Regions from separate parts of the Sus scrofa genome. Here region 2 is linked to region 1. The links are chromatin contacts, called in public Hi-C maps. All regions are on one chromosome and are shown on one strand. The core of a region is the stretch at or near the end of the contact, and the rest is flanking DNA. Distances in the headings are between cores, read along the strand shown. Region 1 overlaps ARHGAP28 (rho GTPase-activating protein 28). Region 2 has its middle 98 kb from the start of ARHGAP28.

The links. Hi-C and Micro-C count contacts between places; a contact is called where the count stands out from the background.
Region 2: a Hi-C map of embryonic fibroblasts shows a contact between it and region 1, with 3 times the contacts expected there. The contact joins two enhancer-like sites. A contact is called at or near these places in 23 of 47 Hi-C or Micro-C datasets (adipocytes, alveolar macrophages, brain and 13 more) and 1 of 2 datasets of contacts at active chromatin or transcription factors (skeletal muscle).

What each region holds. Positions count from the first base shown.
Region 1 is chr6:100,512,884-100,519,140 of Sscrofa11.1, reverse strand. ARHGAP28 (rho GTPase-activating protein 28) reads left to right here. Exons shown (of 20, transcript XM_021096082.1): 14 at 3,700-3,782. Among named protein-coding and RNA genes, the nearest start is that of ARHGAP28, 160 kb to the left of the region's middle. Within about 2 kb of position 2,905, at least 5 of the 83 cell types and tissues checked have an H3K27ac peak or open chromatin away from gene starts, as enhancers often do. A contact at or near this core is called in embryonic fibroblasts, where this site is marked.
Region 2 is chr6:100,776,448-100,782,485 of Sscrofa11.1, reverse strand. No RefSeq gene overlaps it. Among named protein-coding and RNA genes, the nearest start is that of ARHGAP28, 98 kb to the right of the region's middle. Within about 2 kb of position 2,470, at least 11 of the 83 cell types and tissues checked have an H3K27ac peak or open chromatin away from gene starts, as enhancers often do. A contact at or near this core is called in embryonic fibroblasts, where this site is marked.

The DNA.
Region 1 (6,257 bases), core at 1,656-4,155:
TCCTGAAGCCACTGACCAAGGCAAGGGATCGAACCTGCGTCCTCATGCATACTGGTCAGGTTCATTACTGCTGAGCCACAACGGTAACTCCCGTCATTCAATATAAGCATATTTTCCCTTCCATCATTGGGCACAGTTATGATAGCTGCTTCAGCATCCTTGTCTGCTAGTTGCAACATTTGAGTCATCTGAGGCTTGGTCTCTATTGATTGTCACTGTTTATGTCAAAGTAAGTTTAAGCTGAATCCAAAACATTGTGAATATTTTGGAGACTCTGCATTCTGTGATATTTCTCCAAAGAGTAGGGTTTTTTGCTTGGTTTGTTTGGGTTTTTTTGTATTGAAGCAGATAATTTGCTGTTCACTCCTTACCTGTGGTACTCCACAGAGGCATAGTTTATGGGGTGGGCCAAGATTTGGGTGGATTTTATACTAGATTTAGGGCCTTCTATTTCTTGACCTTTCTTTTCCAGGACTCCCCATAAATTCCCAATGACTGTGGTCATCCTGACCCCTGTCTGGTAGTTGTCCAGGCAAGAAAAACTATGGTTTTCTTTTGGAATTTTTGGCACCTCGTGTAGCACCATCTATGGCATGACCACAAATTAAAAGCCAGAAACAGGAGTTCCCGTCATGGCTCAGTGGTTAATGAATCTGACTAGGAACCGTAAGGTTGCAGGTTCGATCCCTGGCCTTGCGCAGCGGGTTAAGGATCCAGCGTTGCCGTGAGCTGTGGTGTAGGTCACAGACGAGGCTCGGATCCCACGTTGCTGTAGCTGCGGCGTAGGCTGGCGGCTATAGCTCCGATTCGACCCCTAGCCTTGGAACCTCCATATGCCGCGGGAGCGGCCCAAGAAATGGCAAAAAGACAAAAAAAAAAAAAAAAAAAAAAAAAGCGAAACTCTCCCTGTGCCATTCCCTAATTCCAAGTGTCCAATCCTCTCCTAAATCTGCCTGCTTTTGTTCATTCGCCAGTGCTTCAGGTGGTTGTCCTTTGAACTTTGTCCAGAGTTTATCGTGGTCTTAAAGAGGATTGATTGGGGAGGAGCTTCCTCAGCCATATTAGAAGAAGAACGTCCTGCCTTTGTTTATAAAGTCAAAAGAACATAGCATCTTCTGTGAAGTTTCCTCTTCTAGAAAATGGGCTGTAGAAATTACCTTGATGTGCTCAACAACTCATCAAAACAAGTTGATGCCACAGAAGATGTTTTTTGTTTTTGTTTCTCTTTTTTCTTTTGCTCTTATGGAATTATACAAGGAGAAGTCAAATCTCCCATGAAAGACCTATTCAGAAAATCCTATTCAAGAAGAAGACCATATTTAAATTAGTTTTTCTTAATATCATTATCCAGAGATTGAAGCCGGTATACTTCAATGAGAAGAGAAAATCTGGAATATATCCTGAAAAGGTTCATAGGAGAGTCCACATCCACATTTCTTTCTTTCTTTTTTTTTTTTTTTTTTGCCTTTTCTAGGGCCGCTCCTGCGGCAAATGGAGGTTCCTAGGCTAGGGGGTGTAATCAGAGCTGTAGCCACCAGCCTACACCAGAGCCACAGCAACTCGGGATCCGAGCCACGTCTGCAACCTACACCACAGCTCACAGCAACACTGGATCCTTAACCCACTGAGTGAGGCAAGGGATCGAACCCACCACTTCATGGTTCCTAGTCGGATTTGTTAACCACTGTGCCACGACGGGGACTCCCCACATTTCTTTTATGACTTTGAAAGTGAAAAAATACTATATTGCAGCGATTGATTTCATCCCAGCCAACCCCACAGGAAGCCCAAAGTTCTGGGCTCCTACCAGCGGGGAAGATGGCCTTTTTTTGCCACCTGGAGTGAGCTCTCCTTGGAACAAGATTTTCTGAAAGGAAGAACCATGCACATGTGTGTGTTTAAGCTGCCCCTATTTTTACTCTGAAACAGAGTTCAGGAATGTAGAGTCTTTTCCAGTGGTATAATTACTTTCTCTTTTCAAACATGGTCCAAAAAGTGCTCATAAAATTAAAAGACTAAGAGTTCATCAATCAAACCTGAGGTACTTTCATGAGAAGTTTAATAACTTTCTGGGAAAATAATGACCGCAGGGGGAATAAAAAAGACTCTTAACTAGGATGCAGTAAATGAATTAACTGCAAAACTATTAACCACAAAACAGTGTAAAGCTAGGTTTCCTAAATAAAATGAAAATGGATTATTTGCCAGTTTAGATTTTTTGTCTTAAGGGAAATTTCACAGTTGATCTGAAATTAATGCAAGTACAGAGCCTGCCTCTGCATCTATTGTTCCCCCCAGAGGCTTTTTGGGGGCACCATTGAAAAATTATAGACAGCCCTTAGTCTGCGATTTATGCATTAAAATAATGTCTCATGTCTCCCCACATGCTTTGTACTGAGCTATGCTTCTGATAGCGCCTGTTAATCAGGCAAACTCACGTCAGCATGCATTAGCCATTTTCAAAAACATCCTGGACCTGTGTCATTTTTGTTTACAAATTTGACATAAATGTTTAGAAATCCACTTGGGGATTGTGCTGAAAGTATACAATGTGAGCCTATAAATACTCCTCCCAGATGTTCCTTCATTACGTGGTGACATACGCCAGTCCTTTACGCCTCACTTGAGTGCACGTGACCTCCTGTGACCTAGTCACTTGTCACAGGAGTGTTTCCACTACTGTAACTAAGGAGCTCTATAGGCAGCTGGCTGCCTTGATCCATTGACTGTAAATTGACAGGTTTTCCGTCAACTTGAGACCTCCCCAGAGATTGCGGAACATAACCCCTCCCTCCAGAAACTCCCCACCCTGAGACCATTTTGAAGAGAACACAGAGACCAGGCAAAGCCCCATGCTCAAATATACCCTACATTTTCAGCACAGCTGGTTGTGGATTATCCAGTTGTGGATGGAATTCCTAAGATCCTCTCCCTAAAAGAGGAAGAGCCAGTATTGAGAACACACAGTAGCAGAAGGCCAACCCTCTGGCGCCATCTTCTGTCACTGCCAGGGAATAAACTACTCAAGAATCTCCTTAGCTCTAACTACGGTCACTTTCCCTTGATGTTCATTTTAGATCCAAAATAAGCATCATTGATCATAATAACAAGAGCATACACATAGAGAGGGGACTGTGTACAGGCACTTGTGGAAACACTCTAGACATTAACTCAGTCTTCCTAACAGTCCAGTGAGGTGGGTCTGGTGACTATTCCCATTTTACAGATCATAACATAGAAGCAATGAATGGTTAAATAGCCTGCCCAGGTCACTCAGTGATGAAGTAATAGACGCAGGATTTGAATCTGGTTCTAGAATCTGTGTTCGTAATAATTATGCTGCTGCTTCTTTCTATGGAAGCAAGATTTATTTTCTCCTGAATTGAACTTCATGCTCGCTGTTTGTAGCATAAAAGTAAAACAAGTACTTTGCAAGGAGAAGTGTTATGTAGATCCAGAGCTATTTTGAGGACCTCCTTGGCCACCTGCCTCTACATTGGCATCCTGAGGAGCTCAGGAGGAGTTGACAGACTGAAGCCCTTGTCCAAGTGAATGGATTTATGATGTTGGACATAAAACTTGAGTCTCTCCCACTGGAAGCTGTCAGGGCCCTCCTGTGCCACCAGATGCCAGCAAGAAGGGCTGCCTGGATGCATCAGCATTGTTCAAAATGTGTGGTTATTTCTGTTTTCTTGTTAGGAGGGCCGCACATCAAAGTACAGTTTCAAGCCTTACACCTCATGGTCATGGCGCTGCCTGATGCCAACAGAGACACAGCCCAGGTAAGTGGTCTGGACCTGAGAGTCTGTCATCAACGCTTATGGGTCAGAGGAAGGGGCTCCAATGGCACAATGACAACTGAGATGACAGCTTATCAACCTGCTGAGCATGCAGCCAACCTGTTGCCTTTCCGTGTTCCCACTGCTGTTCTCCTAGGATGCCAGGAAAGAAGATACAACCTGAATCTTCTTTAAACTTTTCTGTTTCATTCGCTCCATCTATTAGAGATTTTGATCATCTACCACATGCCAGGCACGGGGCTCAGGTTAAGAGTAGGAGGAAAAAAAGCAAAGACGGAGGACCTAAGCAGAATAACGTCAGGAGTAAATGAGACCGCTGTGGAAATTATAGAATATAAGGTTGTTGGTCCTCAGCTGCCCCCTTCAGTCCAGTGGCAAAAGATCTCACAAGTGTCCTTGGGAAGGAAATGTGAAACCCCTGATTTAAATGAAATTTCTAGACTGCTCATGTCTTACCCTTTATGAAGATAATTTAGTTTAAAGAATTATGGCTTCTCAGAATTTGAGATCTCCTCATGGGATCTTCTTATGTTCCAGATGAAGAAAATTAAGCTCAGAAAAGCGATTTCTCCATGAATATATGATAGGACATTTGATGGAATTAGAGCCCATAGTACTCCATTCCTCACTCCTTCCTTTTATTTCACATTCATTTCTTTGCTTTATGTTTATAAAAATCAAAGTTTCCATTTGCAGTTTTGATAATGATTCTGTATACAATAGAAAATCTGTTCTAAGGGCAGTGGATGCTTGGAAACTTCCAAATGAAATCAAGGTGAGAATGAGTTGGAAAGAATCCATAATTTTGAGACCCATAAACCTGCCAAAAACAAAGATGCTTCTTAAAGTCACCCCCTTGTGAGACATTTCAGTTTGGTGAGGACCTCTCCTCCCATACACAGAAACCATCTGTGTCAGTCATTATATTCTCTGTCCAAGGATGGAGATTGGCTAAGGGATGAGAATGTCTGTTTCTAATACTATTTGGTAACTTTCAAAAAGCTAGAAATTTATTAGCTTTGTTTCTTTGGCTTTGTCCAAACAATGTCTTTTAATCCACTTAAAAAAAAAAAAAAAGAATTCAGTGTGTCAGGGGTCAAGATGTCATCTCCCCTTTCACATAACTGAGGATGTAGCATTATCAAAAAATTTGGTACCTTGCTAATAGAAGATCTTCTGTCTCTCTCACTCTGTCCCATCCTTAATTGTGACTGGAATGAAAAATCAAACCTAGTGTTCTGTAAAGATCAAGATTTCTGGCCCAAGAGTCAGGCTTTCTTGGATCCGGTCCTGGCTCTGACATAACTGGTGCTAGTCAAAGTTACTCAGTCCCTCTCCACTTTGGTTTCCTCATCTATAAAACAATATCAGTAATAGTACCTACCTCATAGGGTTTGGAAGGATGTTAAAATGAGTGCATGTATTTATGTAAAGTAGTAAGAATAATACCTAGCTCACAATAAACCTTGAAATAAATGTGAGGTGTTGCTACTAGTATGTGCTATTTTCTCATTACAGATACTGTAGCAGAATTCAAACTTGGGAAACCAAAGAGCATTGCTTTTTAGGATTTCAGTCCTCTTGGTGAATTTCAGGAAGTTCTGACAAGCCTTTATACTTTAAAGGCCCAGCCAAATTTTATTAAGCTTTCCCAGTTTTTTTTTAATGCTGAGCACAGCTGCATGTAATCATTTCCCTTTGGTCTGCTGAAGATTCCAGAATTGAAGTGCAGTAGCAAAATAACACCCAGAAAGTAAAAGTTTTCAACTTTTCAATTGAGATTACTTTTGGACTGAGGCATGAGATACTCATATTTTTGTGGCTTTTCTTTCATTTCTTTCTATCCATTTTACTTTAAAACTTTTTCTTGAGATATCATTGACACATAACAAATTAGTTTCAAGTATACAACATAGTGTTTTGATAGTTGTATACATTGCAAAATGATCTCCATAATAAGTCTGATTTCCTTTCATCACCATTACAAAAGTTTTTCTTTGATGAGAATTTTTAAGATTTACTTCCTTAGCAACTTTCAAATATGCAGTAGAATAACATTGCCTATAGTCCTCATGCTGTGTATTATATCCCCATGACTTATTTGTCTTATAACTTACTTATTTTAAAACTCATGTTTTTTAAAATGGGTTTTCCTTTCCCAAGGAAACAAAAAGTAGATTTTAACAGTAATATCTGAAATTAAGAGTGATTTTTAGAATTACTTTTCTTCCTTCACAACAAAACTGCATTTGAAGTTTATTTGAGCAATAGTGTCTTCTCTTCCTTGTTTACTATTTAATTTTAATATGTGTCAAATTTGCTTAAGGTAAAAGAAAATATTAAAATATTAAAATGTAAGGTAAAGAAAATATTAAAATGTTCCCGTCGTGGCACAGTGGTTAACGAATCCGACTAGGAACTATGAAGTTCCGGGTTCCATCCCTGGCCTTGTTCAGT
Region 2 (6,038 bases), core at 1,221-3,720, 260 kb before region 1:
GAGATTTATTTTTGCAGCCAGTAAAGGAAGGTAATAATGGACTGCACATGCAGCTGGAGGCCTGTGATGAAGAATGGATAACAAGGGAGATGGTTGTGGTTTGCCAACGGTGAAGTGTGATCAACAGTGAATTGTTTCTTAAGTGTGTCCACCAGAGCCTGCTTGTACAGCTCTGGTAAATAATGGTCCATAAATAGTAACGGCCAGGACAAGCACATTCGTTGGCTGCTTGTTAGGTGTCAGGCAGAGTTCAAGGCCCTTGGCCTGCATTAACTCACCTAGTCTTCATAAAAGCCCTAGAGCTAAGTACTGGTGACAATGGCCCCCTTTACAAATGAGATTCAAGGTATAAGGTAACTTAGTAACAGGTAACTTCACCAAAATTCTATCTTTAGGAAGAGGCAGAATTAGGTTCAAATCCAGAAAGTCTGGTTCTTGGGCCTGAACGCTTGACTGCTGTGCTAAACTCCCTATTGAGTTAAGGCAGAAATCAGAATTTTATATCAGTGCTTCTGACCATGTATAAAGTTTCCTATAGCATAGTGTCTTTGCAAAAATTTTTTTTTGTTGGTTTTTTTTTGTTTTTTGTTTTTGTTTTTTTTTTTTTTTTTTTTTTTTTTTGGATTTTTTAGGGCTGCACCTGTGGCACATGGAGTTTCCCAGGCTAGGTGTCTAATCAGAGCTACAGCTGCTGGCCTACACCACAGTCACAGCAACATCAGATCTGAGCCACATCTGTGACCTACACCACAGCTCATGGCAACGCTGGATCCTTAAACCACTGAGTGAGGCCAGGGATCAAACCCACAACCTCATTGTTACTAGTCAGATTCATTTCTGCTGCACCACAATGGGAACACCTCTTTGCAAATTAAATGCTTATCTGAGAATAATCAGTGAAGAAAAAAATGTACTTTTTTTTTTAGCATCAGCTTTTGGTGAAACAATGTCATCAACAAGTCCCTCCAAGGAAGAATGAGATGTTAGTTTTGATGCTTATAGACTAACAGAAGGTTTTCTGGTGTGTGTGTGTGTGTGTGTGTGTGTGTGTGTGTGTGTGTGCATGCGTGAATTTGCTCATGCAAACTTCGCAGAGAGAGACCAGCTCCCTAGCAGGAGTCAAGATGTGGTTGTTCAGGAACAGTAAAGGAAACCCAAGGACAGAGGAGACCAGGGGCTGAGCAGCATCACGGCCTCTGAGCACTGCCCTGCTGCCCCCATGCTGACATTAAACATTCCCCATCTCTGGGAATTCGCTCCTGGCCTGGCATCAGGAGAGCCTGTCCAGCCTGCAGGACAGAGATAAGCCTAAAGCCAGCCTTTGAGTCTGGACACTGGGGAAGGCTTCCATGGGCTAAAAGCCTGACAATTAATTGTCAGCTGCAGTGAGTAGGGAACTAGGCGTCTCTGACTTTGATTTCTTTATCAGATCAGTTGGGTTGAAGTATCCCTGTAAGCAAATGTAAAAGACACGGGGAATTTTGTAACCCAGACAGGGGCCAGGAATCCTTGCCTTTCAGGCCAGAGGCTAAATCCTCACCAGGAGGTGCTGTGTGCACAGGAACTGGCACCTCCCCGCTCCCAGGAGGCTGCCCCACGTCTATGTTTCTAAAGAACTGAGGTGCCAGATTGAGCAAGAGCCAGGCTGCTCTCTGGCTCTGGCTGAACTGGGCTAATCAGAAACAGGTCCATCTGATCTGCCAGCCATTTCCACTGAGACCAGGAGGAAAGCCCTGACCACAGGCTCCCACGTGTTGCCTGGATCGACAGTCAGATAATGCTGGGTTTTGCCATCACCAGGAAAGCCTCTGTGTCTGCTTAAACGAGGGGAAAAAAAAAAAGAAAGAGTTGACTGGCTCACAAATGGCTGTCTCTGTGATGTGTTTCTGAATTAAGAGGAACGGCTGCTTTTTCCAGGTTCCTCTCTTTCATCATTCATGCAGAATGACTTCCTGCTGACAAATTCAAGTTTTTCTGAGGTTTCCAGGCTGAAGCGATCCTTCCCTGTCATCAGCCGCCGCCAGAGCGTGTGCGTGGCCTCCATGACCCGGCTGCCAGCAGGGTGTCCGATGCTGAGTGCAGAGAACACGCTGAACTCTTCTGCTTCCAGCCTGTGAACCTCTCAGTAAGCTTCAGAATACCTGGGTCTGAACAGAGAAAGTTCAGAACACCTTTCCTAGTCAGAAAAGTCTTGCACGGCGGGGAAAAAAAAATACCTAGTCCCACTTCACAGGTACCTGGAATTCATGAAATCCGAGGACTTCGCTCATTCAACTTTCAACTGAAAGCTCAAGCACAAAACACCAAAGGCTCACAGAGAGAGGGATCAGGACCCGGCAGCCGGGGAAGATGTGCGCCAGCAATCGCTTGGGAAACCCCATTATTTTGCGGGCCTTTGACAGCCCATGGCTCTGTTTTCTGTGATTCAGATTCGCTGACCACACCACATCAACTCTCAGATTGTTCTACGGTGAATGCAAGGTTCCAGTGGGCTGGCCTGTGTGATTAGTTCATTCTAGATCCCGGCTTTCTGTAGTAGTGCTGCCTAGTTTTTTTCCTCCCGAGCATATCTGCTTCAGGAAGCGTGGAGAGAAGAGAGGTTGATGGGAAAATCCTATCAAGTGACAATGACATGTCCTGGTGGAAAAAGTTCTGGGCTAAACAGATTCGGGGTTTTACTGTTAAGCTAACATGAGATTACCTATCCTAACAAGATTTAAGCGTCGTGTTTTTCTAAATGCTCTTTCATTTGTGTTAAAACGGGGGGAGGGGGATATGACATCTAACCCTTTTTTCCTGAGAAAATAATCACCATCCTCCATGCTTTGCCAACAAAAATCTGTTTTCCCCTCATTTATTATGGGAGCTCCAGTATCTGCAACTTGGGAAAATCACCACTGTAGCCAGGATATTTGTTTGGTTTTGCCTTTGGCCTTTTTGTGCGGGAGTGATATGTACACATGTGAGTACACATGCATTTGTGTGTGCCATGTGCCCAGGTGTTACTTGAAGGTGAGGCACTCTCAGAAGTGTAAGAAATCATCACAACCATTTACAAGGAAGAAGTTCTTCCTTTTCATTCTCTGGACCTTTCATAATTTTGTGTTTTTCATTTTACATTGACCTATCAACCACCTACTATGTTTTAAAAAACTGTTCAGATTTGTTCATTGGAAAGATGAGATCTGTTTAGTCCTTTGCCATTGAACATTACTTTTTCTTTTATTAAGATATAGTTGATTTCCAATGTTTCTTCAAGTTCTGTTGTACAGCAAAGTGACCCAATCACACACAGTTCCCTGTGCTATACAGTAGGGCCCCATTGCCCACACATTCCAAATATAACAGCGTGCATCCAAAAAAATTTTTATATTTGCCATTAAACCATTTTAAGTGAATCATTTGCTTATAACTCTCTGAAGAGTAGATTTGCTTACGTGTGATTTTTTCCCCAAAGTCTGTTTTCAGTTTATCTATTAAAAACAAAGAGGGAAAAAAAAAAAATAGACAGCAGGCTTGGGGGTGGGGTGGGTGGGAGAGAAGATGAGAGAGGGCTGCCGTTTTAGCATCCAGAATTCTGAAATAAAAGACTAAGATGGAAAAAGCCCCAGAACTGCTGTGTGTTTTCTGAGGTTGCCAATTGTCCTTTGTGGAATATTTTCATGCTATCACAGGGGAACAGCGCACACCAGGGCGGATTCTGTTTTCTGTGGCTAAAACCTCTATCTCCTATTTCCAGAAGCAGATACACAAATGAAGTCCCATGTCCTTCTGGTTGAAAACTTAATGAAAGGAAAACTATGTGACTTGCGCCTGGAACTAAAGACACACACACACACACAAATGAACACAGGAAAAATGGAGAAAATCTGAACGCGATCCATGGATCGATTTGATTGGGATCTCCTGGTTGTGCTTTTGTGCCTTCGTTTTGTGAAAAGTTACCATTGGGGAAAATAGAAAGAAAGACGGTGGACCCCTCTTATTTCTTAAATTGCATGTGAGTTGATATCTCACAGTTAAAACTTTCATTGATTTTAAACATTTAGAAAAGCATCAGTAGAAAAAAGCCATATATTACCTCAAAACTAAAAAGGGATGCAACACTTGCATTTTGAAGATAATTTAATTAAAAGCATTTAAAAGACAAAGTGGTCTTTTTAAAAGTATTTACTTCGGAGTTTCTGCTGTGGTGCAATGGGATCAGTGGCGCTGGGATGCAAGTTAGATCTCTGGCCCGGCACAAAAATAAAGGCTCCATCATAGGCTACAACTAAGGCACGGATCCGATCCCTGGTCGGGAACTCCAGAATTTCCCAAAAAAAGAACAAAAAAAATATTTTATAAACTATTTGTGGGAGTTTCCATCATGACTCAGTGAAAATGAATCAGACTGGTATCCATGAGGACGTGGGTTTGATTCCTGGCTTAGCTCAGTGGGTTAAGGATCTGCGTTGCCATGAGCTGTGGTGTAGTTCACAGATGCGGCTCCCATCTGGCATTGCTGTGGCCTAGGCCATTGGCTACAGCTCCAATTCGACCCCTAGCCTGGGAACCTACATATGCTGCAGGTACGGCCCCCCCAAAATAAATAAACTATTTGTATATTATAGCACCTGAAAAATGAAAGAAAGAGGTAACAAGCTTCAGTTTGTAAGTTCAGAGCTTAAAATATTTCTGGCAGATTAAACCAATGAACAAAATCCTCATGAGAAATGCAAAGGTAAATTTTTACCTCTTTTTTGTGTAAATTATGTAGAAGATGCATTTTACCTTCACAGGCAACATCTAGGTAGCACTGAAAATGCTGTAACTTTGGATGGAAAAAATGGCGAAATTAGATAAATCCATTGACTTTAATGGCTATACAAAAAGGCCTGTGCCAGTACAAAAATAGAATATGCTTTTAGGGGTGAGAGAGAGTTCGAAGAATAATTTTCAGAGTAAAATGTGGGTTTGAGATGAAAAGACAGTGGTTGCACATTTAACTAACTAACCATGTCGGTTACTGCAGAGAATGAAGAGATTGAAAAATGCAAAGTCTCTCTAGATCTATCTATCAAACTCACCACCTTTTTCAGAAGATACTTTATAAACTTTTAATATTGGGATAAATGAATTATGTATGTGTATATATACATATATATACACATACATACATACATACATACATATTAGTACATAAGATATATTTGATATATTTAATATTGGGATAAATTAATTATGTATGTGTATATACATATATATACACATACATACATACATACATATTAGTACATAAGATATATTTGAAAGAAATAATACAGAACAATATCAGGCACTCTTTCCTCAGTTTCCCCCAAGGAACTAAATATTGGATAACGTAGTACAATATCACAACCAGGAAACTGACGTTGCTCCAATCCACTGACCTTCTTGGCAAATGATTTTATTTATTTATTTATTTATTTATTTATTTATTTATTTATTTATTTTTGCCTTTTCTAGAGCCTCTCCCGCGGCATATGGAGGTTCCCAGGCTAGGGGTCTAATCAGAGCTGGAGCCACCAGCCTAGGCCACAGCCACAGAAACTTGGGATCCAAGCCGCATCTGCGACCTACACCACAGGTCTCAGCAACACCAGATCCTTAACCCACTGAACGAGGCCAGGGATCGAACCCGCCACCTCATTGTTCCTAGTCGGATTCATTAACCACTGCGCCATGACGGGAACTCCCAAATGATGTTTTTTAAAGCTAATAAAGCAATAGTTTGAAGGTTACTAAACCAGAGGATAACTAAGTACTAGCATACTTTCCAAAATAACACACCCTACTCCCTGCATTAGCTATTTCTAAAGTTTGATTCTTTAATTTTACAAGTTCTGAGGCTTTTTCTTTCCTTATTCTTGCCGTTTCTACCTTTTGCTTGTTCTCTTCTTTTTTCTGCCTGAAAAAAAAAAATGACCACAGGCCATGATACAGTAAGAAATGAATTGCTTTAGATATTTTCTGACATATGTATATGTCTTTATGAAGCTGAGAGATTATTTGTAGCA